6 separate regions of the Mus musculus genome follow, and all the other regions are linked to region 5. A link is a contact called in public HiCAR-type, HiChIP or PLAC-seq, Micro-C and promoter capture Hi-C data. All regions are on one chromosome and are shown on one strand. The core of a region is the stretch at or near the end of the contact, and the rest is flanking DNA. Distances in the headings are between cores, read along the strand shown.

Region 1 (4,237 bases), core at 145-2,644, 2.6 Mb after region 5:
CATAATTCGTTACTAGAGCGTGGCATGTTTGTCTCCATATTGGTCTTGGCTGCTGTCTTTGGTCTGAGGTATATATGAGTAGCTCAGCTGTGACCAGCTAACTTGTAAAGCCTGTGTGCTGTTTCTGTGCTGGTGTGGGCAGTTCCTGGATGTCGACCTCCTGCATAAGAGCGCTCAGATCATGTCTGCTCAAAGAACCATTACAAGATTAGGTGCCATCTTCTTCTTGTATTTACACTTAAAATTATTTGTAGTTACTTTCACTTAAAATCACTTGTAAACACTAGGCAAGAGAAACTTACTGGTAGTTTTGTGGACTTAAAGATAGAAGGACTAGCAAGGGTTTGTTCATGGAGATTAGAATAATCACTGGGACTTTCAAAGGGATTTAAAACAGGGATCCTTCCTGGAGTTTCTGGTGTTATTTGCATTTTTAATTCGCTGACATCTCCCATAGCCCAGGAAGCAAACTAGAAAGAAATCAAAAGTACACATATTAAAATTACTGAATATCATAGATATTAATCCCGACAAAATACATTCAACATCTCACTCCAAATCGAATCCTCTTGGGGTTAAGTTTCTATGGTTTACAAAGGAGAATCAGCCCTGCACGTTTTCTCAGATGATCCGGAGCCGAGCCTTGGGAGCTGGGGAAGGTACGGCAATGCTCCTATCACTTTTTCAGAGGAAGCAACGCATGCACGGAAGTTATGCGGCATATATGAAGCAGCCAACCGGTTATGAGTGGGCTCTGGTCCAATCTGATTACACCAAAAATAAGTGCCTTTCCAACCAAACGACTTCTATTTATCGTTTTCCTTATTCATCATCTCAAGACAAAACCGTACGAACACCGTCCGGATACCCAAGTAATTCCACACAGAACTGCAATTTTTACTACTGGCACGTTAGTCCTCACTTGAACAGGGTGAGTGACAGGCTGGACCCAGGTGGGGATTTAAACTACTTTTCCTAAAGAGCACTCCCCCTCCGGGATCCAAAGGCACGCTGCATTCCTTCCAAAGAGGGTTACAGCCAGAAGGGAGATGGGGGCGGGGGTGAAGAAGAAGAAAAGAAAAGAATTTACTTTTGTAAGATCAAAGTTGAGCGGGCTCCCTCGGAAACAGCAGAGACGTCACTTCCAGCGACCATTCAGTGTCCAGGCGCCCTCTCTCTCTGCTCCCCTTCACACCTAGGCGAGCTCACAGGTACGTCTGGGGCCAGGAAACCAGAGCGGTCCACCTCGAAGCAGGAGTCCAGGCCTGGGGCCACGGAGAACGTACCTACACTCGTGGGCAACGTGGAAGTTCTAGCATCACCCTGCAGATGCCCACGCCAGGCGCCGACTCTTTAACTCCCTCCGTGCTCTCCGGCCAACCAGGGCGCGGGGCGGGGAGAGGTCACCGGCCAATCGCGTCCCACCGCCGTCCGCGAACCAGCCAATGGCGTCGAGGCGGCCGGGTGAATTCGAACGCTAACTCCTCGCTCTACGTTCCGCGCAAGGGAACGAGGCTCCAAATTCAAATCAACGCGGTCCGGCGTCGGCGCTCGGCGCTCGGCGCGAGGGGGCGTGGCCCGGGCGGCGGGGGCGTGGCCTGGGCGGTGCGAGCGCCGCCGCGCGGTGTGTGGGCGGGGCCGAGCGGCGGCGGGCGCTCCAGTTCCGGGTCAGGCCTTCTCCCACCGGGGCGGGGGCCTCTCCTCTCCATGGCGAGCGGTAGCGGCCCGGGCGCGGCGGCCTCGGCCAACCTGAACGCGGTGAGGGAGACCATGGACGGTGAGTGCGCGTCGTTCTCGTCTGACCGGGCCTGCGCTTCCCGGCGCCGAGCCCCCGGATGGAGGCGTCGTAGAGGGCCCCACGGTCCCCGCGTCGGCCTCGGCGGTATCCTGCGAGGGGACGGGGAAGGGGACCCGCCGCGACCTCGAAGCTGGCGGCCCCAGAGCTCCGGTCTTCCGCTGCGGCGGAGTTTGGCGCGCGCGGGGCGTTCCAGGCCTCGCGACCGCTGCCTGCGAGCCCATCCTGGGGCCACGCGACCCGCCAAGTGTCTGGCGCCTGCTCGTGTCTGGCGCGTGCTCGTGGCCTGGGGACCCGGGGCGAAAGGGGTCGTGGACCTTTTTGTCCACGCGGTGAGCTCAGTTCCGGGGCCCAGGCGTTTCAGTAACGGGTTATTTGTTTCCAGTGATTGAGCACCACTCCCCGTCACCATCTCCCACTCCTTAGATCGGGCGACACGGGTGACCGCGGTTGTGGGTGTGTCCGCGCCCGCTGCCTGATAGGTAGAGCGCACCCAGAGGTACAGAAATAAGTCTCAGAGTTCCCTTCTCTCTGCTATGGTTCTGCAGCTTTGTCCCTCTCGGACCCAACACTTAGAAAGTAACTATTATTCGTAAACAATAAAATAAAGTTGTAGCTCCGGGTATTTAAAATAAGACAGCCAGGTAAAGTGTGTGTCAAGTGATCGGTTTTATTTGCTTTTTCTTTTGCGTTAGCAAGCATCTTTCTTTGTCTTAATTTTACACGTTTCCATCTACGTGTGGTTCTACATGTCTGTTTTGGCAGTGGCTTTGATGGTTTCCAGAGGTTACCCCCTCAACATCTTTCTCAAAAGATAACCTTACGCTTTGCAGTGGTTTTCCCCACCTAATTGTTTGCCACATTGTTCTTTTTCTGTCTCCAGCCTGTCTTTTTTTTTTTTCTTTTTTCTTTCATCTTAGATGTTCCACGGCTTATTGTTTTGTAAAAATAAATGTATGTACACAAGGGTACCGTTGTGGTTTTTAGGTTGTGTTGTTCTGAGATAAGACTCTTGCCTGTGTAGCCTAGAGTGACCTCAAGTTCCTGAGCTTCTCTTTTTGCCTCTGGAGCGTCCATGGGGTGCTGGGTGCACCAGTGTGTGTTGTGAGTAGTGTCTGAAGAGAACTGGTTAAGTTGGTGGGCCTGCTGTGAGGGCTAAGGCTTTGCATCCCAACCTTTTGTGAGAGAACGTGTTGTAAAGTAAAAAGTACACAGTATAAAAACATTTAAGAAGTTTGTTTGCTTTTTTAACGAAGTAAGAGTATGTGTGAGGTTTTAGCCCATTTAAGTCATTGTAAAAGAACCAGCATGAAATTTTCAGTTTGGATCTTCCTTTGATAGCAGTTTTTCTTGAAGCTCAAATTTTTTTCTCCTTATCATTTTGCTCATTTCAGGTTACTAACAGTGACTTTAAGCTTTTCCTGTCAGTGGTTGCTAGGTTAGTGGGACTCACCTGTAAAGTGTTCTTTTCAATTTCGAGGGCAAGCAGGTATGTAACTTTGCACATGTTGTGGGAGGAATATGATTTTTCCCAGCCGTACACTCACAAACAAGACAAGGAAGTCTCTATCGATGGAAGAGAGGTTTTCCCTATACGACAGGAGCAGGAGGGAACCACGGTGGGGTTTTGAGGCTTTTGAGGAAGCGCATTGCTCTGCAGAAATGCACCATCTGCCATCCCAGGATGGAGAAGCACCCGCTGTGTGGGGAGCTAAGATGCTTCTATTAACCTTTGTCCTGAGAACTTGGGTCGGATTGAGAGGTGTCAAGGAGCTTGTGACCAGGAAGAGCTTCCCATCTGCATCCAAATGTCACAAAGTACAAAAGGAGAAAAGAGAAAGGCGTTATACGTAATGGTTATGAAATCTAATGGCGGCAGGATACCTGGTGAGCCCATGCCAAAGTGTCCCCCTGAGAAATCACACCATGCAGCAGATCTGGTATAAAGGGGGTTTGTTTGGGGGACAGGAGAGGAGTGAGGGCCTGGAGAAGGGGTAGTTGGACATATAAGCAGGCGCGCAGGTGGGAGTAGAGCCATGAGGACAGAGAAGCCGTAGCAGAGGACAGGAAAGGAGAAGGAGACGGCAAGAGAGAAACACAGAGTAAGAGAGACTGAAAACATAAGAGAACAGAGAGTGACTGGAGTGGAGCACAGTGCACAGAGCCTGAGTTAACACAGTCACCAGCCAGAGACCCAGATGGGAGGGGCACAAAACACCCACAGTAGTAGAGGAATACAACACCATGCTCCCTCCCACAGGGCTGGAGGACAATGCCATTTTACCAGCCTGGGTGGAAAACACAATTTGTGAAGCAATGGGTAGAGTCTGTGGGAGGTTCTTACCTTAGTAGCAGCATCAGTTGTTGGCTAAGGTGCTTTGATTCTGCCCAACTCATTTGAAGAGTTAGACCTGAAAGAATCTGTTATTGTGTAACTATATT
Region 2 (4,109 bases), core at 791-3,290, 2.0 Mb before region 5:
CAAGCGATTCCTAACAGAAGATACTCCAAGGCCAAGCCTTCCATGAGCAAGCAGCAGGGGCTTAGGCACCTGTCTCCTCAAAAAAGTACTCATTCATGAGCAGAAACACACAGCTAACCAGAGTCCATTGAATAGACACGTCCAGTTTCCACCATCCTTACAATCAACCCTAAAAGTTTCTAAAACTAGATAATAAAGTGTCTCTAATAGTGCCATCCTCTGGTTAAAATTGCTGTGATTAAACACCAGGACCCACACACACAGCAACTTGGGGAGGGGGGGGGGGAAAGACGACAAGGGAGGACTTATTTAGCTTACACTTCCACACCACAGTTCATCATTAAAGGAAGTCAGGACAGGAACTCATACAAGACAAGAACTCAAACAAGGCAGGAATCTGGAGGCAAGTGCTAAATGAGAGACCATGGAGGGGTGCTAGTTACTGGGTTGCACCCCAGGACTTGCTCAACCTGCTTCCTTATTTAACCTCAGGACCACCAGCCTAGGGATGGCAACACCCACAATGGGCTGGGCCCTCCAATATCAACCATTAAGAATGTTCTACGGGCTTACCTACAGTCTGATCTTGTGGAGGCATTATTGAGGTTCCCGCCTCTCTGATGACTCTAGCCTGTGTCAAATTAACATAAAACTACCTACTTTTTCTTCAATGTGGTTTCATTTCTAAATTAATGAAAATTCCTCTTAAGTTCAATTTTTTTAAAAGAACGTAGCGCCTCCATCTGCCCCCTCCAGTCCTTAAAAAAACCTTTGCCTCTGACGTACCAGGATGGCACACCTTTAATAATCAAATCGGTATCTGAAAGGTTATCTATGAAAATACAGAGAGATGGCATATATAACTACACAACTCAACTGCAATAGCAGATGTCTGAGAAGAGGCTCATCACTAGGCGGCTTCCGATGTGACCAAAGGGGGGCTGCACACCAATCCTGTGCAGCGTTCGTTTGTAAGGAAAGAACGGTAAGCAGTGGAGGAGAGCAGAAGACAAGCACCTTCACCACACACACACACACACACACACACACACACACACACACAGAGAGAGAGAGAGAGAGAAGAGAGCAGGGCTGAGCGACAAGATGACATGAGTTGTGCATTTAAGGCTAACGAGGCGCTTGGGACCCCGTAATCAGCAAAGAGCAAAGCACGGGGCAGATGGCAGTCCCCAGTCGGACCAATAGGCACAATGCTAAAACAGGTTTCTGCCTCCATGCAAAGCTTCTGCTCAGGGCTTGGCACCTGCTAGGCCTCTGGGTCCCCTGCCTCCCACGCCCCGCCCCCGCGTGCTGGGCCTCCCAACTCCGGGGGGAGGGGGCGGCGGAGCTCGGCTATACCAGGTGTAGTCGTCCTCCTCGCTCCAGGCGGCCAAGCTCTCCAGGTCCAGCGGCTCCACCTCGTCCAGCAGCGTTGGAGGCGGCAACGGCGGCGTGGCGGCTTCCCCCGGCGGGGTCCCTGCGGTCCCCGGTTCCGGGCTGCCACCTCCGCCGAAGAAGCCCGCCGCCGGCTTGGAGTAGACGAAGGGCGCGTCAGCCGGCTGCAGGCTGCAGAGCAGGGAGGGCGCGGGGCTGGGCAAGCAGTAGGTGCCCGGGAACGCGGGGCCCAGCGCCCCCGGGCCCGGGGAGGTCGTGCTGGCCGGGGCCCTGTGCGTGGCGAGCGGGCTGCAGGCCCCGGCTGGCGGCGGGGCGGAGGGCGGCGGCGGCTGCAGCAGCAGCAGGTGCGGGGCGGCGGCCGCACTGGCCGCCCGGCTGCGCAGCTGCTCGTTCTGCTTCTCCAGCTTGCGCACCAGCTCCTGCAGCTTCTTCACCTCCAGCTCGGCGTTCACCACCGGCCCCGGGCCGGCGCCGGAGGCCGCCACCGGCGAGGCGCATTTCACCTGCTCCGCCATCATCGCGGGAGCCCCGAGCGCCGCGGCGAGGAGGCTACGCGGGCCCAGCTCGCGCAGCCTACCAGCATCAGCACCAGGGCCCAGCCTCCGGCCGAGGAAGAAGCAGCCGCGCAGCTCTGCACCGTGCTCTGCTCTAGCGGCTCCGGGTTTTAGCCGAGGCCCCGGGACGGGGCGGGGCGCGAGGGGCGGAGCTTCTGGTGATGGATGTGTCGTGGGGGCGGGACCTGCGGCGGGGACCCTCCCTGGGCATCCGTCTGCACCCACACCACCTAACCTCAGGTGCCTGATTGGACCTGGCCTGAACTTCCCGCCGCTCGCACTTCTTCCGCTTTGGGCGAGAGAACCCCACTTCTAGGACTACAGCCAGGGGCGGGATCTAAAGAAGTAGCAGGTGTCTGTGGCAGGGGAAAAACGTACCCAGGGCCAATGGCTAGCCCTCTTACAAGAGCACTTTTAGACTTCAGGGTATTGCCACCTGCTAATGAAACCTCGTGAAAAAAGGTCTGGGGAACATGATGCTCACCCCCCCCCCAAAAAAGCAACAACAGATGCTTTGGGTCTGTTTGAAAAGATGCGGCTAAGGGTAGTATTAAGTAGCACAGAAACAAAATGGTGGGATAGGAGAGAATAAGGAGGGAAAGTGAGAAATCCCAGTCTCTATGAGGGAGGATGGCCAGCTGCTGAAGAGTCAGGCGTTCACTTCAGTCTATCTAAAATAGCCATATATGAACTATCCCCACCAGTCTTTCACCATGAAAGGAGAGTTGGGTTTTCATGCTCTTTTATATTAGACAAAAGATCTTTGAGCATCTCCTGCATGCTCCACTGTGTTCTAAACGCTGGCTTTTTGAGCAAGTGAACAACAGGCATCAGTGATTGCAAATACAAGCAAAATTGTGCACCATCTGTTAAATCATTTACACTATTAAAGTCACACGTGCCTGAGCGAAAAGAGGAAAGGTATAACATTCCCTGCTTTTTTGTTGTTTGTTGGTTTGCTTGTTTGGTTTTTTTTTTTTTTTTGGGGGGGGGGATTCTTGGAAACCATGCTTTTTATTTTTTCAACAAAAATGCTTTTACGCAGATGAACCGATCGTTTTGTTCAGTTAATGTTGACTTAGCATTTTGTGGGTTTAACACAAAGGAAAGCCTGCCGTTATAGTGCGAGAACAATCCACACCGCTGATTTTCATCCTCAGACGGTGTACTAGCTTGTGAAGGGCCTCGCTCAGGCACTGTACACATGACGTCAATGAAAACATACCGCACATCTCTGTGGCAGCGCTAGGATGTTGCCTCTAATCTTTTAAAATTTGATCCTGTGCCTTGCTGCTCAGAAACACTTGTGTCTTCTCACTTGGCAAGCTACAGCTCTAAACTTGGGTGTATGTGCAAAGGTGGGTGTCCTGAATTTAACTCGGCTGGAGAGAGCTTCTGGAAGTTAGTGTATGCTAACTTCCCTGAAGTTACCTTCCACACAGAGCCCCGCTGGCCATCTGACCCCAACCACCTGTATCTCCCACCACCTTTCCAAGTTTCCTTTTTTTGGGCCTGTTGGTTATTACTAAAACCTGGAGAAGTGGAGTACTACTGCTGAAACTCCTAAGTGAAGAATCTATTGAAAGATTTTCCCCGCATGCTCAGTGGCAGATGCGGGCAGCAGTATCCCTGAAACACAAAGAAAGGGAGAGGACAGGCACAAAGAGAACAAAGAGCTGCTGAGTGCCACATCAGTGAAAGAAATTAGGGATCAGCACATAACAGTTTAAACAACAAGAGTTAACAAGTAAAGAGAAGCAGTCATTTCTACTACAGCATTCATATACTCTAAAGAAGCAGAGAACTAAGCACTCATCCCCTCCTGCATTTGCTCTTTCTGATCTACACTGTAGAACTATTTTTTAAGTAACAATTATTGTAAAAATTTGTGACTGTTTACAAAAAGAAAAAAAAAAAGCATACCTGAGCATTTAAGCCCCAGAAAATATAGGAAGCACTGTTTGGGGTTGCAGCAGGCATGGTCTCTCCTTGCTTTTAAAAAGCAAAATAATTTCTGCTCAAGAGAAATGTTAGGGTTTTTTTTTTTCCCTGTGAAAGCTCTTTTCTTCCCTTCAGAGAGCTGTGCATGTGTGCGTGCTAATGGCACTCAAAATGCACACTGATTTTAAGTTGGTATCCCCAGGGTGCCCATCTCCTTAA
Region 3 (4,230 bases), core at 47-2,546, 2.5 Mb after region 5:
CAATTTTGCGAGACATTTTATTATTTGAATCAATCTTCTGTAGAATAAAAAGAAATAAAGTTAAATATACAAAAAAAAAAAAACCTACTACAGGGCATACAGAGCATTAAAGAGACACCAAGGATCGCCTAGATCATTAGGTATTGGAAGGTCCCAAATGTAAGCCAGATTAGTGTTCAAATCAAACAGACTCACTAAATCCTATCATGAACTCACCCATTGTCCTGTGTGTGTGTGTGTGTCTCGGGGCAAGAATCTTACTTGAAGGTAACAGATAAATAAAGTCATGTAAAATAGAAAGGATAGCCCTATAATACTAAGTTTCAAACTCAAGGAGAGGTTGATTTTTGTCACTGAAGGTCCTCACAGAAGTAGTATTGAAATCTGGACACAGAGAGAAAAATGTTGGTATGTCGGTGGAGGGTTTATAAAGCAAGACTTACATGCCAGGTTTAGTTTTACAGTTAAGGCATCACCGAAAAATTTGAAAACAGGCTCAGAGTGCGACAAAAGCATTTTTAAATAACTTGAAAAACCTAAAGAGGTTAGAAGGGTACAAACTCGAATATTCTGAATAGCACATTTTAGCCTTCACAAGGCTTTTTGTAACTCCCTTGTTTAAATACGACACGATTTAGTAAAATAGTTATAGAACTAGCTATTTCAGTTTCTCTAAGAGGAACGCTAAAGAAGGAGGTCTGTGTGGTGGGGGGGAACAGGAAGAGCTTCAGTACAATCCGCCTCTTTCCTTTTTAAAGGGAAAGGATTGGGGGGGAAAAAAAGTAAAATAAGAAAACAAATCCTTGCGTGAGTTACCAAGGACCAGGGACCGGCTTCTCCCTCTTTGATTAAGAAATCCGTACATTCTAAACTTCCTACATTTTAGCATCTCTGCGCCGCGTGAGAAAGAAAGGGAAAAGGATTCCTGGAAGCTACCTCTCAATGGTCAGTAACTCCGCATATAAGGATAACACCAGCTTCACCCGGACTCTTGGAAGAACCAATGGCGTCTTCAGTCAGCAGCTCAGGCTGCCACCCCTCAACAGGTATCTCGGGGCTACCGGACCGTTAGGATCGGTCACCAAGACAACCACACGCCGTGCCCCAGAAGAAGTCGGAAGAACCTGGGGTGCGCAGGTACCCAAGCTCACTCCTTCCCGGAAGCCAGTCGGAAGCGGTGCAGGCTGGGAGCTGTAGTCCAGAGGAAAGCCCCGCCCACCGGCGGGAGGAAACAACCAACACTCGCCCAATCACCGCGACCGTCGGGGAACGAACGCGCCTTCGTGTTTTCTCGCGAGAGTGACCTCACCAGCCAGCGGGCAAAAGCGGGAATGCGCGTGGCCGCGCCTCGGTTTCTTAGCTGACGGCCGGGATCCCACGCCGCGAGGCGAGATGCTCAGGTCCAAGACGTTCTTGAAGAAGACCCGCGCGGGCGGCGTGGTGAAGATCGTGCGCGAGCACTACCTGCGGGATGACATCGGCTGCGGCGCGCCGGCTTGCTCGGCCTGCGGCGGGGCGCACGCGGGCCCGGCCCTGGAGCTGCAGCCCCGGGACCAGGCGAGCAGCCTCTGCCCGTGGCCGCACTACCTTCTGCCGGACACCAATGTGCTGCTGCACCAGGTGCGTGGACGCGGGGCCGCGTGGTGACGAGGGGGCGTGGCAGACAGGGACGCTGGGGACCGGGGAGGCGGGTCTTGGGATGTTGGATGGAGAGAGGCAAGTACCGTGGCTACCCTCGCTCGCATCCTGCCATCCAGGCTGAGGTACCGTTCCCTGATGTCACTTTATTTATTTATATATATATATTTTTTTTCGGTTCTTGGAGTCTTATTTTTAGACACGTTACATTTTCTAACCCCTGGTGTCTCTTCTACTTTAGATTATAAGTGCCTGGAAGCCGGGGACCTGGGCTTCTGTGGCCTCCAGATTGCGACCCCCAGGCAGCTTGTAAGTGCCTACGAACAAAAAATTGTGTGGGCCAGCATAATTTACTTATTAATAGCTCTGGTATTGCAAACTCTGTGGTCCGATTATGGGTGCTTGTCATCGTCTCAGGCCTACAGGGTCCCCCCTTAGTGACTTTGTCAAGTTTTTTCTGCAGCCAAGTACCACTTTGGCCTAACGGAGAGTCAGTGTTTTAAACTGTCACAAGAATTCAGGCTGGGCAGAGAGTTCAAGGTAGAACTGAAAACGGGGGAGTTAACATTTGGCTTTGGTTTTTTAAGATTGATGTCCTCGAACACCCGGCCATCAGAAATGTCATTGTGCTACAAACAGTGATGCAAGAAGTGAGAAACCGGAGCGCCCCCATCTACAAGCGAATCAGGGATGTGACCAATAACCAGGAAAAGCATTTCTATACCTTCACTAATGAGCACCATAAGTAAGTATCACAAAACCACAGGGCTACCTAAATTTAACAGACTTCTTGGAAAGGAATTTATCAAACACAGGCTGTAGCTTCCTGTGCTGCTTGGTGGTTACCTGGTTGTGTGGAAGACAGTGCTACCTACATAGGCTCATCTAAGGTCGCAGTGTTAGTGAGGTCACACCCTAAACCAGGATCTAGCCGCTAAAGTCGTCCTTTTACTTCTGAAATGCTCCCTTTAAGTTGTCTATTGAGTTGAATGGTTGATTCTTTGGCGATAAGAACCATCTACACTCCTGTAATCCCATATTATGTGAGTGACAAATATATAGGAGAAAAATGTGGGAGTTTGTGATTAATAAGCTTTATCTTACATCTGATTTATTGAAATTAAATTTCTAAACATAATGAGCTGCCTGTTATATTAAACAGTAGATAATATGTATCTATGATGCTTAAAGTCACTTTCTCAGCTTTGACATTATTAACATTTTGAACTGAGTATTTTGTTGTATGAAATTTTCTTATGCATCGTAGGTGCTTTGCAACCTGCTTATGCCAAGTATGTGCAAATAGCACTCTCCTGTCAGTTCCAAGTTTCCTGAACCGGAATGTTCAGGAACATGGAACTTGGAACTAAGTTCCGCAGGAACTAAATGCACACACACACACACATACACACACACACACACACACACACAGACACACAAACATACACACTCCTAGAGAGGAGGAGGAGGGGGTGGGGGAGAGAGACAGACAAGACAGACAGATAGATAGATAGTCAGTGTGTCCACCTGTGGGCTGCTCATTCATTGTGCCTCCTTAAACTCCAGTGGCTGTGGAACATTTATGTCCCAGAAGTTTTGACCCCACTGGCTAGCTTTTGTTTTGTGTTTCCTGTCGCTTTTACATTTAGAGAAACCTACATCGAGCAAGAGCAGGGAGAGAATGCCAATGACAGGAATGACAGAGCCATCCGAGTCGCAGCGAAGTGGTACAACGAGCACCTGAAGAGGGTGGCAGCAGACAGTCAGCTGCAAGTTATCCTGATAACCAATGACAGGAAGAACAAAGAGAAAGCTGTGCAAGAGGGGATACCAGCCTTCACGTGTAGGTCTGAGTGTGGGTGCTTCCAAGCCTGTGTCCCGCTGTACAGAAACATTAGGATCAGGCTGCGCGGTCACATGACCCAGCTGCGTTGTCCTGGGTGATCTCATGTGGCCTTTTTACATTTGAAACAATAGTTTTCAATTTTTAATGTGGGTGACTTCCCTTATGTAAGAAGTAGGCATTGGAAACCCTGGGCTAAGGGGTAGGGGTGAACTACCAGGAGGGTGCTGGGAACAGGAAGCAGACCCTCTGTAAAGCAGCAAGTGTGTCTAGCTGCCGAGCCATCAGTCCTCTTACGTTTTAAACTTCTCAGTGAGCTAAGGAAGCAAGTTGTAGATTGTGGCTGTTAGGTTTCTCCTCATTCTTTGCAGTTGACATAGTAAAAGATGTGCATGTGCTAGACCCATTGCTCTGTTTCAGTCAGGATCACAGTTGGCATGGGTCTTGTTCCATTTATTCATAATGGCAGGTGACGGGCTGGAGAGATGGCTCAGTGGTTAAGAGCACCGACTGCTCTTCAGAAGGTCCTGAGTTCAAATCCCAGCACCCACATGGTGGCACACAACCATCCGTAATGAGATCTGAAGCCCTCTTCTGGTGCATCTGAAGACAGCTACAGTGTACTTAAATATAATAAATAAATCTTTTAAAAAAAAATGGCAGGTGTCCTGTCAAAAGACAACCATCCATGTTTCCTCACGCCTCAATACAGTGCCTAGGTACTTGAATTTAAAAATAGTAACTTATTT
Region 4 (4,089 bases), core at 645-3,144, 2.3 Mb after region 5:
TCCGTGGGCCAATGCTACATTCCCCCTTCCTCTGTAAAAAGCGCAGTCATCTTGCTATCTCCTGAGCGAAAACTACCAGAATAAAATAACCAAATATCTTCCAGGCCCTGATTGTTTAAGAACATACATAATCAATCCAGCTACTGACCAGACGCCTATCTTTCCCCCAGCTCTCTTCTCTAATATAACGAACGCTTTCTCTTGATTTTTTTTTTGACATTGAAAAAAAAGGAAGTCAGAAAAAGATCAAGCCCCAGGTAAATGAAATGGTTCATAGAACCATTCACCTCAGTCAGTGAATAGGAGTCGTATATTTTGCTTTTAATTTTCCAAAGAAATGTCACCTCGGACCTCAGATCATCAAGATCTGGATGTGGACGAGGACGGACGGGATTTCCCGGATATGCAGGACTTAAAAATAAAGATTCATGCTGTAGCCATGTGAGTCACATCTGACAAAATGCCACTGTCTTCTCAAAGCACCACGACACTGGCAGACCCCAAGAAATAGGCGCTCAGTGCAAATACACAATACAGCAAGAGGCTATTAAACTAAGCGTCTTGAAATAAACCGATCTTAAACCCTTTCGTGCACTGCGCTCCCGTGGCGGTTAGTGGTTTCTGATTTTAGCTCTTCCAGCTGTTTGCATGTGGGTCTGTTTCCAATTTTTTTTTTCCTTGGGACTAGCTAAAAGTCCCGGGAAGTTTTTTCTAGGCTATATGACTCCCGTGCGTGGGCGAAAGAAACAGGCGCTTGCTCTAATTCGGCTGCTGGGCAAGTGTAAAAGCCAACTGCCAGCTTTCAACGCGACTCCGAGAGGAAATTTACGCGCACACTAAGAAAAACAACACCCCTGGCCTTTTTTGTCCGTGTTTCTTTTTAAGGGAAAAGCGGTGTTCCAATACAACCTTAAGATTCTAGTTTTCCAAACGGGGCCCTACAATACATTCTAGGGTGAGCCTCCACGGGGGTATATGAAACCCCAGTACTCCAATTTGCATTTCTATTTCACCCCAGAGGACGCAGGCAGGTGGACTTCCAAGGCCAGGGCCATCGGGAGAGAGCGGTCAAGAAGCATTTTAAGCCAAGTTGAGCGTGGGCACAAGCTTTCATCCCCACGCAAGCAAAGAGAAGGTGCACGCGAGCGCGCGGCTCTCTTTAGCTCCTCTGGACAGATCCGGGTGGGCCCCCGCCCTGCTCCCCCATCCACTCCCCGGCGCCCCGTCTGGGAGCGCAGGGCGGGGCTGTCCACCCGGGCACCCGTTCCCGCGCGTCCCAGTCTGGAGCGGCCCCTGTCGCCCGCGCCTCGTAGCGGCGGGACACGCCCGAGCCGGGGAAGGGAGGCCGGCCGCTCTGCTTACCTGGACCAGCTCCTCCGAGGGCAGTCGCGGGCCAGCGGCTGGCGGCGGCGCAGGCGGGTGGTGGTGCGCGTGTTTCAGATCGTCTCCGGAGAAGAGCGCCGCGTCGCGGGCCGGGTTCGCAGCGCCCAGCACCGGCTTGAGCTGCGCGAACACGGGCTCGTCCTGCGCGGCCGGCGGCTGGGGCAGTGGTCCCAGGCGGGCGCTCATGGTCAGCACCCGCGTGGGCATGGACGGTCTGGGGATTACGGGAGCGGGACACGGAGCGATCGCGATCCCACCTCGCTCGGGCTGGCACGGGACGGCGGACTCGGCGGGGGGCCGCGGCGGGGGACCCCTGGGCCGGCAGCCAGACGCTCACGAAGGCGGGCACGGAGATCGGGGCTCCTGGGCTCGGCCACGCGTCACCGCCGAGGTCCTCGGGCAGCCACTTTCTCCCGCCCCGCCCCAGCGCTCGCTCACCCTCTCGCCGGAACCCGCTCCCGCCACCCCCAAGCTCCACCAGCAACCTAAGAGAGCGCGTACCTGCCCCGCGACTACTGACACTTGACGCCCGCCTCTATTTCACCCAACTCCGGGGAGGCAGGGCCAGCTCACCGGACTGGCAGCGTTGTGGCCAATGGCAAGGCCCCAGGGCCAGAGGGTAGCCAGTAGGAAAGAAGGCCCACGAGGTCCCGCCTCCGACGGGCCGACCGCACCCCTCGCGGGCCAGGAGCTTCGCGCGCAGGGCTGCGGCGCAGTTTGTACACAACTTCTCTGACAGATTGGGCCGGCGGAGCACGGGGCGGGCGGAGGGAAGGAGAGGAGCGGGTGGAATCTAGGAAGAGGGGGAAATCAGGGTGGAGACGCGGAGGGAGATCTCTCCGAACTGTTCTCTGCCAGGATTAGGGCGAAAAAAAAGTATTGCACGTCTTAGGTGTTGTGCAAGGACCTGAAACTCGAAAACCGAAGACAGAAGGCAGCTAGGTGGGGGGAGCTGAGGTTTCCAGTCTTAACCAATGAGTGTATTTTTTTTTTTAAGTATACAAAATGTACTTTAGAGGAAAACAAGGGGCGGTGCGAAAACAAACGTAAAACAGCCCTCCTTTCTGTGTTTTCAGCCGTAGATCTATCTATCTTTTCGCAGATTCCTTGTGGCCTGAATAAAATCTGTAAATGTCAAGCATTTTTTTTCAAGTCCTTGCATACCAACCTGGGCACATTTTCCCCTACAGTATTTAAGGAGCTACAAGTTTTCACAGACATGTCTACTCTCCTTCGCCGAATGTGGGGAAAAGGTGGGGTGGGCCATATGAATTATGAAGTTTTTAATATTTAAACCATGTTGATTCTAGCCCGAGCATGGAATCTAATTTGAGAACTAACAGCCAGCTCAACCGGGTATTTAAATAGACATTACATCTTTGGCTTATTTTTGCTAGCACTGTAGTGTTCGGAGGGGCGGGGAATGGAGTTTTAATATATTCAGAAGTATGGGTCCCATCTACCTAATACAGTGTCACCTTTTCCTACGAAACGGGAACCAAAGAAGGCACAAACATTCACAGACATTCAACAGCCCTGAAAACTGGGTATCCAAACTGGTAGGAAAGCAACAGTCAACTATATTACTACCTTTTTACTGCGTTGTTTTAATGGAAGGTGAGTGGTTTGGTTTGGTTTTGTTCTTAATTTTTGCCAGTAATCACACCAAAGGAAACGCCTTTCCTTAATCCTCAATGTTCTTGTCTATGATTTTATCTGGCTTATTGAGAAGCTGAAACAATAAACTGCGACTTAAAAAGACGCCTGTAATATTGCTATCTATTTACGTCTGTTGGCAGCACACTATACTATAATACCTACCTAGAGCACACTCGCTCCTTTACAGTGAAGCATCTTTTTAAAAAGTTCTTAGGAAAAAAAAAAAGTGCACCTGAAAGAGTGTATCACAGGTATAAGTCTCATTTCCAATGAAATTTCCAAAGTCTCACGTGTCGTTTATTTATTTATTTATTTATTTATTTATTTATTTATTTATTTATTTATTGTAGCAAAGATAAAATCATATTGTGAACTCAGTTTCTTTTCTCCCTTTTCCTTCCTGTCAGCAATGATCCATCTTTACAGTTGTGGTTGCCACTTTCAGAGGATGGGTGATGACAACTTTCATGATACCAGGGTGTTATTTAATAAGTGTGTGTGTACTGACGTTTTACGTCGACAACCCCATGTTGCCAACCTTCATCTTTAAAAACTTGGCCTCATTTTTCTCTGTTATTAAAGCCAATCACGTGCTCAAATAACTCTGAGACGGGTCATAGAATTGTTGTCAGATTTTAACTTTTTAAAAAGGGGTCATTTTTTTAGAAGACCTCTGGGTACTTAATGCTGATAGTATAACCAAACCAAGTGTGGAGTGTTGATAGCTCTTAACAGGATGGTTCCTTCCTTTAACTCTTTGAATTTCTCTTTATTCTGATTGGCTTTTAAGCCTCTCTAAACCAGAGCGTCAGTGGGGCATGCCATTTTACTGCAATAAGACCCGTTTATTTTAATGGAAATCTTTCTAACTTACACAATAGCTTTTCAATATGCTTCTCTTACAAACATTTCACTGCAGCCAATTGAGACCCCACCAAGCTGCGTGACAAACACTGAAGAACGTATTTTTATTACCTTGTCACTCTTTTATTATTTTCCTATCTTTTAAAGAATGTGTATGTGAACCTGCCTGGGCCTGGTTCACAT
Region 5 (4,593 bases), core at 1,164-3,663:
TTAGGAGGTGTGGCCTTGTTGGAGTTGGTGTGTCACTGTGGGCATTGGCTTAAGTCACTCATCCTAGCTGCCTGGAAGCCAGTCTTCTTCTAGCTGCACCAGGGCAATCCACAACAAACAAGAATAGAACTCTCAGCTCCTTCAGCCCCATGCCTGCCTGGATGCTGCCATGTTCCCACCTTGATGATAATGGACTGAACTTCTGAACCTGTAAGCCAGTCTCAATTAAATGTTGTCCTTATAAGAGTTGCTTTGGTCATGGTTTCTGTTCACAGCAGTAAAATCCTAAGACATATACTACTTTCAAAATCCAATTGATGATTACAAAATTGAATGTTTTTATATGTGAATGATTCTGTAAGTTCTGGGGGCAAAACAGTAATTGTAAGAATCTAACAGTTTACCACATAGTTCATGTAACTACTAGGTCGACTCCATCAGTATTTATAAAATAGGTTATGATAAGTATATACTAGTGAATGTGTATTTTATTTGACAGGCTAGGACAGGTTAATAAGGAAACTAATATTTAATATACCCACAATCCCAGTGGTTTAGTAGGATAAGAGTTTATCATTTATGTGTGAGGCGTCTCTCTTGCCCCTGGCGTTTTCCAGGACAGCTGTCCTCAGAGCGATGGCTCAGCATTCCGTTCTTCTCTGATCACGAGGCTCCTCCATCTGAATGTGTTGTTTTCACCATGGCCACCGGAGAGCAAGAGTGGGACAAGTGTGCAGTCTTCTGCTTCCAGTTAAATGCTTGTCCTTCAGACATGACCCGAGTCACTTCTGTTCACACATCGTTGTCATGTCACGTGGCCATGCTCAACTTAAAGAGGGCAGAGACAGCCATCTTCCCAGATAGTAGTACGATTTATAAATGAAAGGTAAACATCTCTGAAATAAAGAGTGACCGGTACAACCACAGTTAGCTTGCCTTTCCTGCCAATCACCAAAAGTTTATTCTCTCTGGCTTGAGTTAATTATGCCAGTAGGAACTGGTCCAGTGGGGCTCCAAACACAGTCCTAGTCCGCACACTGATTGACTTGGAGGGACCACTAAGGCTTCTCTAACTGAGCCATGGCTTTTTTTCTTTTCCTTCTCTTTCACAAGTGTCAGAGGTGCGACTTAGGGAAATGAGATCTGTGCACGAAGTCTGCTGTAATCTTAGACAATTTCTATCTCTGTTCTCAGAGTGTTTAATTCCTCCTTGAAGACTTGAGTTGTATTTTCCACAGAGATTTTTTTTTCATGTTAAAGTAAACGACTTCAACCAATTGATAACATCTTCATCCTGGAACATAGATGGTTCTTAAAAAGAGGCTAGCTATGTGGTGGTCCCAGAAGTGTAGCATATTTGACCCTATTGACTTTGTCTGAACAGGAAGCAAAATGACCCTAGAGAAAATCACAAGACCACTAAATACAAAACAAAACCCTGGAGTTTTCATTTTTTCTTCTAAGCACCTGGAAAAAAGTAAGTCTAAAGTTTCCTCCTGCTGGGCAGTGGTGGCACATGCCTGTAATCCCAGCACTCGGGAGGCAGAGGCAGGTGGATCTGAGTTCGAAGCCAGCCTGGTCTACATAGTGAGTTCCAGGACAGCCAAGACTGCACAGAGAAACCCTGTCTCGAAAAACAAAATAAAACAAAAACCCCTAAAGTTTCCTCCTTTATTTTGGTTTTTCTCCTGCTCATTCCTTATCATCCAGCAAAGGTATAACGAAGGTATGAGAGTTCACCGAGGATGGTGGTACATTCCTATAATCCCAGGTCTTGGAAAACTGAGGCAGGAGGATAGAGTGTACCAAGTCAACCTGTACTATCTAGGAAGGAGACTTTGACTTAAAAATACTAACACTAAACACACAGCAGCACCAATAACAAAACCCATTTAAAATGCTAGAATGGAAAAGGAATTATATTTTACTGTTTTGTTTTAAAATTACAATAATCAAATTATCCCTAATTTTTTTGAAATATGTATTCTCATATGTAAAAGGGAAGAATTTTGCACTAGCTCTGAAATGGGCATGGGTAAAGAAGTTTAACTTCTGTGTATTTTAAGAAGTTAGCTGCACTAAGAAATGGGAAGATTCATATCAAGCAATGTTGAAATTTAAAGTGAATATTGGAATGTATTTTATCATAGAATTGTGATCAAATCCTGATGAGTCCTTGAGATTAAGAAAAAGGATGCAGAACATAGTAATATTCAGGCTTTAGACAGAATAAAACTAAGCAAATATTGCTCAAAAACAAAATCCCAGCGCCCCACTGCGAATGGCCCCTCTCCAGGGGGCAGTAGAGTCTCCAGGAGGAGAGAGGCCAGCCTGCTCCGGGAAGTGCCCTCGCCAAGCTGGGTACGACTGCCCCCCGAGGCGAGATGAGGGGCGGAGGCCGGAGGAGGAGGCAGGGAGGCGACCTCAGCTTCTTGGCAAAGCTCTGCGCCCGTAGACTAGAGGCGGAGTAGCAGCCGGCTTTAAAGTAGCAGCCTGGGAGGAAGGAAGGAAGGAGCGAGCGAGGGAGGGACGGGAACCCTGGAGGAGGAGCAGCGAGCTGGGCTGCAGAATCGGCGGGTGCAGGAGCTGCCTGCTCGAGGCCACGTTTGTTTTTGTTATTTTCCATTGGACTAGTTCTCCAGGACTGAGCGGGCCGCAAGCGGGCACCCCCGACCTTCCAGGTGACAGCCGGTCACCCTGCTAGGAGTCAGCTCCGCCCCAGTCGCCCCTTCCCGCCCACAGCTCCACTCTCCGCCCAGCCTTCCCGTGCCAGCGCTGGGTGAGCGCGCCGGCCGCAGCGGGCTGCAGGAGCAGGAGCCCGAGCAGGATCGAGAGACCGCGGCTGCCCTGGTCCCGGACCCCAAGGACGGACCGGCGGCTGGAGAACAGACCTGCCCTGGGGCGCGATCTCCAGGAAGGAGGATGCGCGCGTGAGCCTGGGTCTCCCGCTAGTCCACTGAGCTGCAGCCAAAGGCTCGGAGCCGCGCCCGGGGAAGTGTCGCATGGGGCAGGGCCGCTGAAGCACGGACTTTAAGAACTGGTGGCACCAAGGCAGGCGCGGGGGCCTGGGGCGACAGTTAGCAGTTTCCTCGGCTCCTGCACAGTGAGAGTTGGGGGCGCGGTGCCCTCGCTAGGCGCGAGTTATGGAGTCGCCTAGCTGCATTCAGGATGAGCCTTTCCCGCACCCCCTGGAGCCTGAGCCGAGTGCCCCAGCACAGCCAGGTGCCACCAAGCCTGGCGACAAGCGCTTCCGGCTATGGTACGTGGGAGGGTCTTGCTTGGATCGCAGGACCACGCTACCCATGCTCCCTTGGCTCATGGCCGAGATCCGTCGGCGCAGCCAGAAGCCCGATGCGGGCGGCTGCGGGGCGCCCGCAGCCCGGGAGGTGATCCTGGTGCTCAGCGCCCCCTTTCTGCGTTGTGTCCCTGCGCCGGGTGCCGGGGTCGGCGGGGGCGCAGGCTCCGGGGCTGTGCAGCCCAACACCGGGGTGTTCATCTTCGAGCACAAGGCTCAGCACATCTCGCGCTTCATCCACAACAGTCACGACCTCACCTACTTTGCCTATTTGATCAAGGCGCAGCCCGACGACCCCGAGTCACAGATGGCCTGCCACGTTTTCCGCGCCACGGATCCTAACCAGGTAAGTTGTGGGTGCCAGGGGGCGGGACTGGGGCCACCCGGACTGGCAAGGCAGGGGCCTCTCTTTTAAGAACTGTCTTGGATCTGGCTGCTGGCTTGCGCTCCACGTGGCGCGCTCCGGTGCTCCCCTCGTTCTGTTTTTGGGATATGGGAATGGGAGAGAAAGCGATTCGTTGCTGCTCTGGTCTTGGGGACCGGCTGGCTGCCCAGAGCGGGAGGAAGGGAAGTAGACTCAGAGTGGTCTTGGGACCTGGGAGGAGTTGGCAAGTCTGCAGAGGACTCAAGGAAAAGCGCGGATCCCAGGAGGATCCTGGTGACTGGTGATGGATGGCTTGCCTGGCTTTCGCCTGTGTGCGTGTGTGAAAGTGTGTGTTTCTTGGAAGCGCTTGGAGAGCACGGGGCACCGGTTCTCAGGCTCGGTAGTATTGCATTTATACTTGTTTGGCTGGCGCGTCACTGTCACCAAAGTACCTATAAGTATCTGGGCCTGGGGGTGTGTGATTTCAGAGGCCAGTCTAAGGAAGTTAGAAATGTCAGAATGTCAGGTAAGTATGATTCTGCAAATATGGAGTCGGAAGACCTTTCTATTATTTTTTGCACCCACTGAGACAATAACTGCATATTTGAGTAACTTAAAAATCAGTGTGATAGAGGAGTTTCAAATGTCATTTTAAAGCATTATACTCTTCTAGCTTAGTGTCCAGTATTTCTCCAGAGCTTTCTAACTCGAAGTGTTCTGTTACTAAATAGAACCTTGAGTTCCTTAATGAGCACGTGCAAATATAACAGCAGTTCTCAACCTGGGGCTGCATATCAGAGATCGTGCATATCAGATATTTACATTACGATCCATAACTAACAAAATCACAGTTATGACGTAGTAACGAAATAATATTATGGTTAGGGGTCATCACAACGTAATGAACTGTATTAGAGGGTCACGCATCGGGAGG
Region 6 (4,052 bases), core at 682-3,181, 2.9 Mb before region 5:
TGTCAGGAAGGGTTAGGTTAAGCCTGGACACCCAGTGGGGCCCAGACCATTGGACTCACTCTTTCCCTCCGGCGATGTCCCGCTCATAGTCCATTTCCCGCTGAGATAGAGTTGCATTTAGCGCTCCCAGGGGAGCCACATAATGGATGAAGAAGTGGCTCCTTCTTGCACCAGCAAATGAACATCCTTCTCACTTCCCTCTCAGGCTAGAAGAAAGGGAGGGGTTGGGAGGGCAGAAAGGAAAGAGAAGAAAGAAAAGCCAGTGATGTCTGTGGGCTCTTCTTGGAATCTGAATAAACTCGTGGGTGTCCTGAAGATATACACTCTCTAAAGCAAAGGAAAAATACAAATCTGCTGGACCAAAGATTTGGGTTTGCAGAAATGAGATCTCCTCTTTGGTGGAAATGCAGACCTTCTTGTTGTGCGAGTGACCTGAAAGATTATGTATCTGATCTCTGCTTCCCATAAGCAGTTTCTTGTCTCTCTCAGGCTCTCTAGCCAGCAGATGTGATAACATCTGGACCGTTATTATCACCCTAGGCAAGGACTGTATCCTTAGGGACTTAGGCACCCAAGCTGAGGCTCCCCAGAGAGGCCCTTGATCTGCTGCTACATGAGGGTAATATAACAGGTTCATTAATTTATTTCTTCTTCATAGGTCTTCATTTCACAGTTGTTGTTGTTACTATTATTGAAGGCTGGACTAGATAGCATACCAGTTCCTTCTATCTGATTTGAATTTACATTTTGAATTACAATCTATAGATTAGCTTCATTCTGTATCCCAGGTAAGAAAAATACTGTAAGCAGGCAGATATAAAAAGCAAGGGTCCAAAGCGATGTGAAAGAAAGTTCTCTTTTCAACATCTTATTCCCTTTTCTCTGAAGTGGATTTCTTTTCCTGGAGTTTCCAGGGGGGAAAAAAGTGTGTGTGTGTGTGTGTGTGTGTGTGTGTCTCACTGGAGAGGAAAAGATAAAGATCTCGGCTACACCCTGTTTACTATTTTTCCTTTTTGATGACTCAAAGCCTCAGATCACCTAGAGCTCCTTTGAAATGTGAGTTTGTACACGGTTAAAGGAGACAAACAATAAGAGAAATGCACAATTTCATTTCAACAGCTTTTCCCGAGTAGAAAGCACACACTCCTTACTGCTCCTAAGTGACTGTCACTGGTGGTGCCTGACACAGTTATATTCACAACAACAAAGTATGCAGAGAAATTAAATTACGTGGAAATCAATAGCGTCTGACTGCTTCAAACAACTGTCTGTCATGGCTATTATTCTCCGGGAGCCTATTTATAAACCATGAAAGAAACAGGTTCTTGCAGCATAAAGACAGCATCATCCACAGCGCATTTCTGTGTTGCTATTTTTCTCCATATACAGAGGAATGCACGGGCATAATTTAACATACAAATGCCTCTCTGTATACATTATATAACAGCTTGTTAGGCACCGGGTAGTGGAGGTGTGCCTAAATAATGCGCATATATTCTGGGAGGAAAACACACCCGAGAGGAGTGCTTGCATCCTGGCTTTCTTCCTCCAAAAGGTTCCTACCCTTCAACAATAACGGGCCCTTTTTGATCTTTGCAGACCGGCGGAGGCAAGGTGGGACCTGCAGCGCGCATGCCTGGCCAGCTACAGGTGCATCACCTGCCTTGTCCTTGCTGGTGGTCACTATAAGAGCGGCTCCCACGCGCCGCCGCCGGTCGCGGCTCGACGAGCGCGCGCGCGCCCGCCCGCCCGCTCGCTCGCCCAAGCACGGCGCCGCGGCCGCGGGGAGGGCGCGCGCCAGACAGACGGAGACAGCTGCTGTCTGTCAGCGCGGCGGGGCCCGCGAGCTCTCGCGAGAGCTGCCCGGGCCGGCCGCGAGAAGTGGGGCTCAGGTGTAAGAGGAGCGCAGCCCGTCGGCGCGCCGGGGCTAGAGCTCTCGGAGAAGCGGGATCGCGGGACCTGCGCGCGGGCCGGCGGGCGGGCGCTCTGCGCGGTCGGTCCGAGGCAGCGGGCTGCGCTCGCCGGCGCAGCAGCGGCAGCAGCAGCAGCAGCAGCCCCCGCGGCGAGCCTCCGAGCGGAGCCGCCGAGCAGTGCGAGCGAGCGCAGCCTCGGGACGGAGGCCGGGCGAGCCGGCGTGCGCACTTTGCCGCGGACTTTGCGAGTGTTTTGTGGATTTTTACATGCCAAGGCGCCAAGATGATGTCCATGAACAGCAAGCAGCCTCACTTTGCCATGCATCCCACCCTCCCTGAGCACAAGTACCCGTCGCTGCACTCCAGCTCCGAGGCCATCCGGCGGGCCTGCCTGCCCACGCCGCCGGTAAGCGCCCCACGCCCGCGGCCCCGGTCCCGGCCCGCGCGCTCGCCCCCTCCCCCGCTCCGCGCCGCTGCCTGGCGGCAGCTGCCCCGGGCGGCTCCGGGCCCCGCTCCCGCGGGCGGGACTGCTCTTAGAGGGATCCCGCTGCCAGGCACGCGTGGCCCGGGGCCGCTGGAGGCCCGGGTCCCATCCGCCTGTGCCTCTGTCCAGCGCCTGCCATCCGCGGGGAGCTCTCGGGCCGCGGCTGTCGACTTGGCTCCACTTTGTCGGTTAATTTTACGCCTGCACAAGGCGATCTCTGCTCGCTCGCTCGCTCGCTCGCTCGCTCGCTCGCTTTCTCGTTCGGGTGTGTGGCACGGGTCCTTAGCTTCGAGTGACATCTCCATTTCTTCTTTTTCTTCTTCTTTTCGCTCTTTTTTGTCGTCTCCCACTGTCTTCCCCGGAATGTGTTTCCGTGTGCGTCCCCTTCTACCCTTCCCTGGCCCTGTGCCTCTCCCCTTCTATTTCCCCCACCCCGGCATGTTCTCAAATCGTCCCCCGGTCCTCCGTTGACCCTGCTCTTCCCACCCCCCGTTGTTATTTTGGTCGCTTTGTGTTTTGCCTTTTGCCCGTGCTTTCCTGCTTGTGTGTTTGTTTTGTGGTTTCTTTGGTGTTTGTCCCCCCTTTTTTCTTTTTTTTTCTTTTTCTTTCTTCTTTTTTTTTTCTTTCCTTTTCTTTTTGGTTTGGTTTGTGTCGCCTGCAGCTGCAGAGCAACCTCTTCGCCAGCCTGGACGAGACGCTGCTGGCGCGGGCCGAGGCGCTGGCGGCCGTGGACATCGCGGTGTCCCAGGGCAAGAGCCACCCTTTCAAGCCGGACGCCACGTACCACACGATGAATAGCGTGCCCTGCACGTCCACGTCCACCGTGCCGCTGGCGCACCACCACCACCACCACCACCACCACCAGGCGCTCGAGCCCGGTGACCTGCTGGACCACATCTCGTCGCCGTCGCTCGCGCTCATGGCCGGCGCAGGGGGCGCAGGCGCGGCGGGAGGCGGCGGCGGCGCCCACGACGGCCCCGGGGGCGGAGGCGGACCGGGGGGCGGCGGTGGCCCGGGCGGCGGCGGCCCCGGGGGTGGCGGCGGCGGCGGCGGCCCGGGGGGCGGCGGCGGCGGCCCGGGCGGCGGGCTCTTGGGCGGCTCGGCGCATCCGCACCCGCACATGCACGGCCTGGGCCACCTGTCGCACCCCGCGGCGGCGGCGGCCATGAACATGCCGTCCGGGCTGCCGCATCCCGGGCTCGTGGCCGCGGCGGCGCACCACGGCGCGGCGGCGGCAGCGGCGGCGGCGGCGGCGGGGCAGGTGGCGGCGGCGTCGGCCGCGGCGGCGGTGGTGGGCGCGGCGGGCCTGGCGTCCATCTGCGACTCGGACACGGACCCGCGCGAGCTCGAGGCGTTCGCCGAGCGCTTCAAGCAGCGGCGCATCAAGCTGGGCGTGACGCAGGCCGACGTGGGCTCGGCGCTGGCCAACCTCAAGATCCCGGGCGTGGGCTCGCTCAGCCAGAGCACCATCTGCAGGTTCGAGTCGCTCACGCTCTCGCACAACAACATGATCGCGCTCAAGCCCATCCTGCAGGCGTGGCTGGAGGAGGCCGAGGGCGCGCAGCGTGAGAAAATGAACAAGCCGGAGCTCTTCAACGGCGGCGAGAAGAAGCGCAAGCGGACTTCCATCGCCGCGCCCGAGAAGCGCTCCCTCG

Evidence for each region. A called contact is a pair of places that touch in the nucleus more often than the background predicts. HiCAR-type assays count read pairs that join an accessible place to other places. HiChIP or PLAC-seq counts read pairs in DNA pulled down with a chosen protein or histone mark. Capture Hi-C pulls out chosen DNA fragments and counts their contacts.
Region 1: a promoter capture Hi-C map of adipose tissue shows a contact between it and region 5, with 5 times the contacts expected there. The contact joins the promoter of Bora here to the promoter of Tbc1d4 in region 5. A contact is called at or near these places in 1 of 39 promoter capture datasets (hippocampal neurons), 3 of 115 datasets of contacts at active chromatin or transcription factors (the 230-238 cell line, astrocytes and large pre-B cells) and 1 of 9 other capture datasets (adipose tissue).
Region 2: a contact with region 5 is called in an H3K27ac HiChIP or PLAC-seq map of large pre-B cells, with 9 times the contacts expected there. The contact joins the promoter of Slain1 here to the promoter of Tbc1d4 in region 5. A contact is called at or near these places in 2 of 115 datasets of contacts at active chromatin or transcription factors (large pre-B cells and pro-B cells).
Region 3: a contact with region 5 is called in a HiCAR-type map of astrocytes, with 9 times the contacts expected there. The contact joins the promoter of Dis3 here to the promoter of Tbc1d4 in region 5. A contact is called at or near these places in 2 of 39 promoter capture datasets (hippocampal neurons and pre-B cells) and 5 of 115 datasets of contacts at active chromatin or transcription factors (astrocytes, embryonic hindbrain, forebrain and 2 more).
Region 4: a contact with region 5 is called in an H3K4me3 HiChIP or PLAC-seq map of embryonic forebrain, with 4 times the contacts expected there. The contact joins the promoter of Klf5 here to the promoter of Tbc1d4 in region 5. A contact is called at or near these places in 1 of 39 promoter capture datasets (hippocampal neurons), 3 of 115 datasets of contacts at active chromatin or transcription factors (astrocytes, embryonic forebrain and stem cell-derived neural progenitor cells) and 2 of 9 other capture datasets (adipose tissue and liver).
Region 6: a Micro-C map of embryonic stem cells shows a contact between it and region 5, with 6 times the contacts expected there. The contact joins the promoter of Pou4f1 here to the promoter of Tbc1d4 in region 5. A contact is called at or near these places in 1 of 39 promoter capture datasets (embryonic stem cells), 2 of 484 Hi-C or Micro-C datasets (both in embryonic stem cells), 1 of 115 datasets of contacts at active chromatin or transcription factors (astrocytes) and 1 of 9 other capture datasets (embryonic stem cells).

What each region holds. Positions count from the first base shown.
Region 1 is chr14:99,043,534-99,047,770 of GRCm38.p6, reverse strand. Bora (bora, aurora kinase A activator) reads right to left here and starts at 1,394. Exons shown (of 12, transcript NM_175265.5): 1 at 1,091-1,394; 2 at 303-470. The coding sequence starts at 455. It overlaps Mzt1 (mitotic spindle organizing protein 1), which reads left to right and starts at 1,635. Exons shown (of 3, transcript NM_175245.4): 1 at 1,635-1,777. The coding sequence starts at 1,708.
Region 2 is chr14:103,648,159-103,652,267 of GRCm38.p6, reverse strand. Slain1 (SLAIN motif family, member 1) reads right to left here and starts at 2,040. Exons shown (of 7, transcript NM_198014.3): 1 at 1,360-2,040. The coding sequence starts at 1,913.
Region 3 is chr14:99,096,836-99,101,065 of GRCm38.p6, reverse strand. Dis3 (DIS3 homolog, exosome endoribonuclease and 3'-5' exoribonuclease) reads left to right here and starts at 1,296. Exons shown (of 21, transcript NM_028315.2): 1 at 1,296-1,620; 2 at 2,226-2,383; 3 at 3,288-3,481. The coding sequence starts at 1,393. It overlaps Pibf1 (progesterone immunomodulatory binding factor 1), which reads right to left and starts at 1,642. Exons shown (of 18, transcript NM_029320.3): 1 at 937-1,642; 2 at 1-37. The coding sequence starts at 16.
Region 4 is chr14:99,296,496-99,300,584 of GRCm38.p6, reverse strand. It overlaps Klf5 (Kruppel-like factor 5), which reads right to left and starts at 1,894. Exons shown (of 4, transcript NM_009769.4): 1 at 1,363-1,894. The coding sequence starts at 1,590.
Region 5 is chr14:101,607,011-101,611,603 of GRCm38.p6, reverse strand. Tbc1d4 (TBC1 domain family, member 4) reads left to right here and starts at 2,413. Exons shown (of 19, transcript NM_001081278.2): 1 at 2,413-3,641. The coding sequence starts at 3,144.
Region 6 is chr14:104,465,878-104,469,929 of GRCm38.p6, reverse strand. It overlaps Pou4f1 (POU domain, class 4, transcription factor 1), which reads left to right and starts at 1,931. Exons shown (of 3, transcript NM_011143.4): 1 at 1,931-2,319; 2 at 3,059-4,052. The coding sequence starts at 2,197.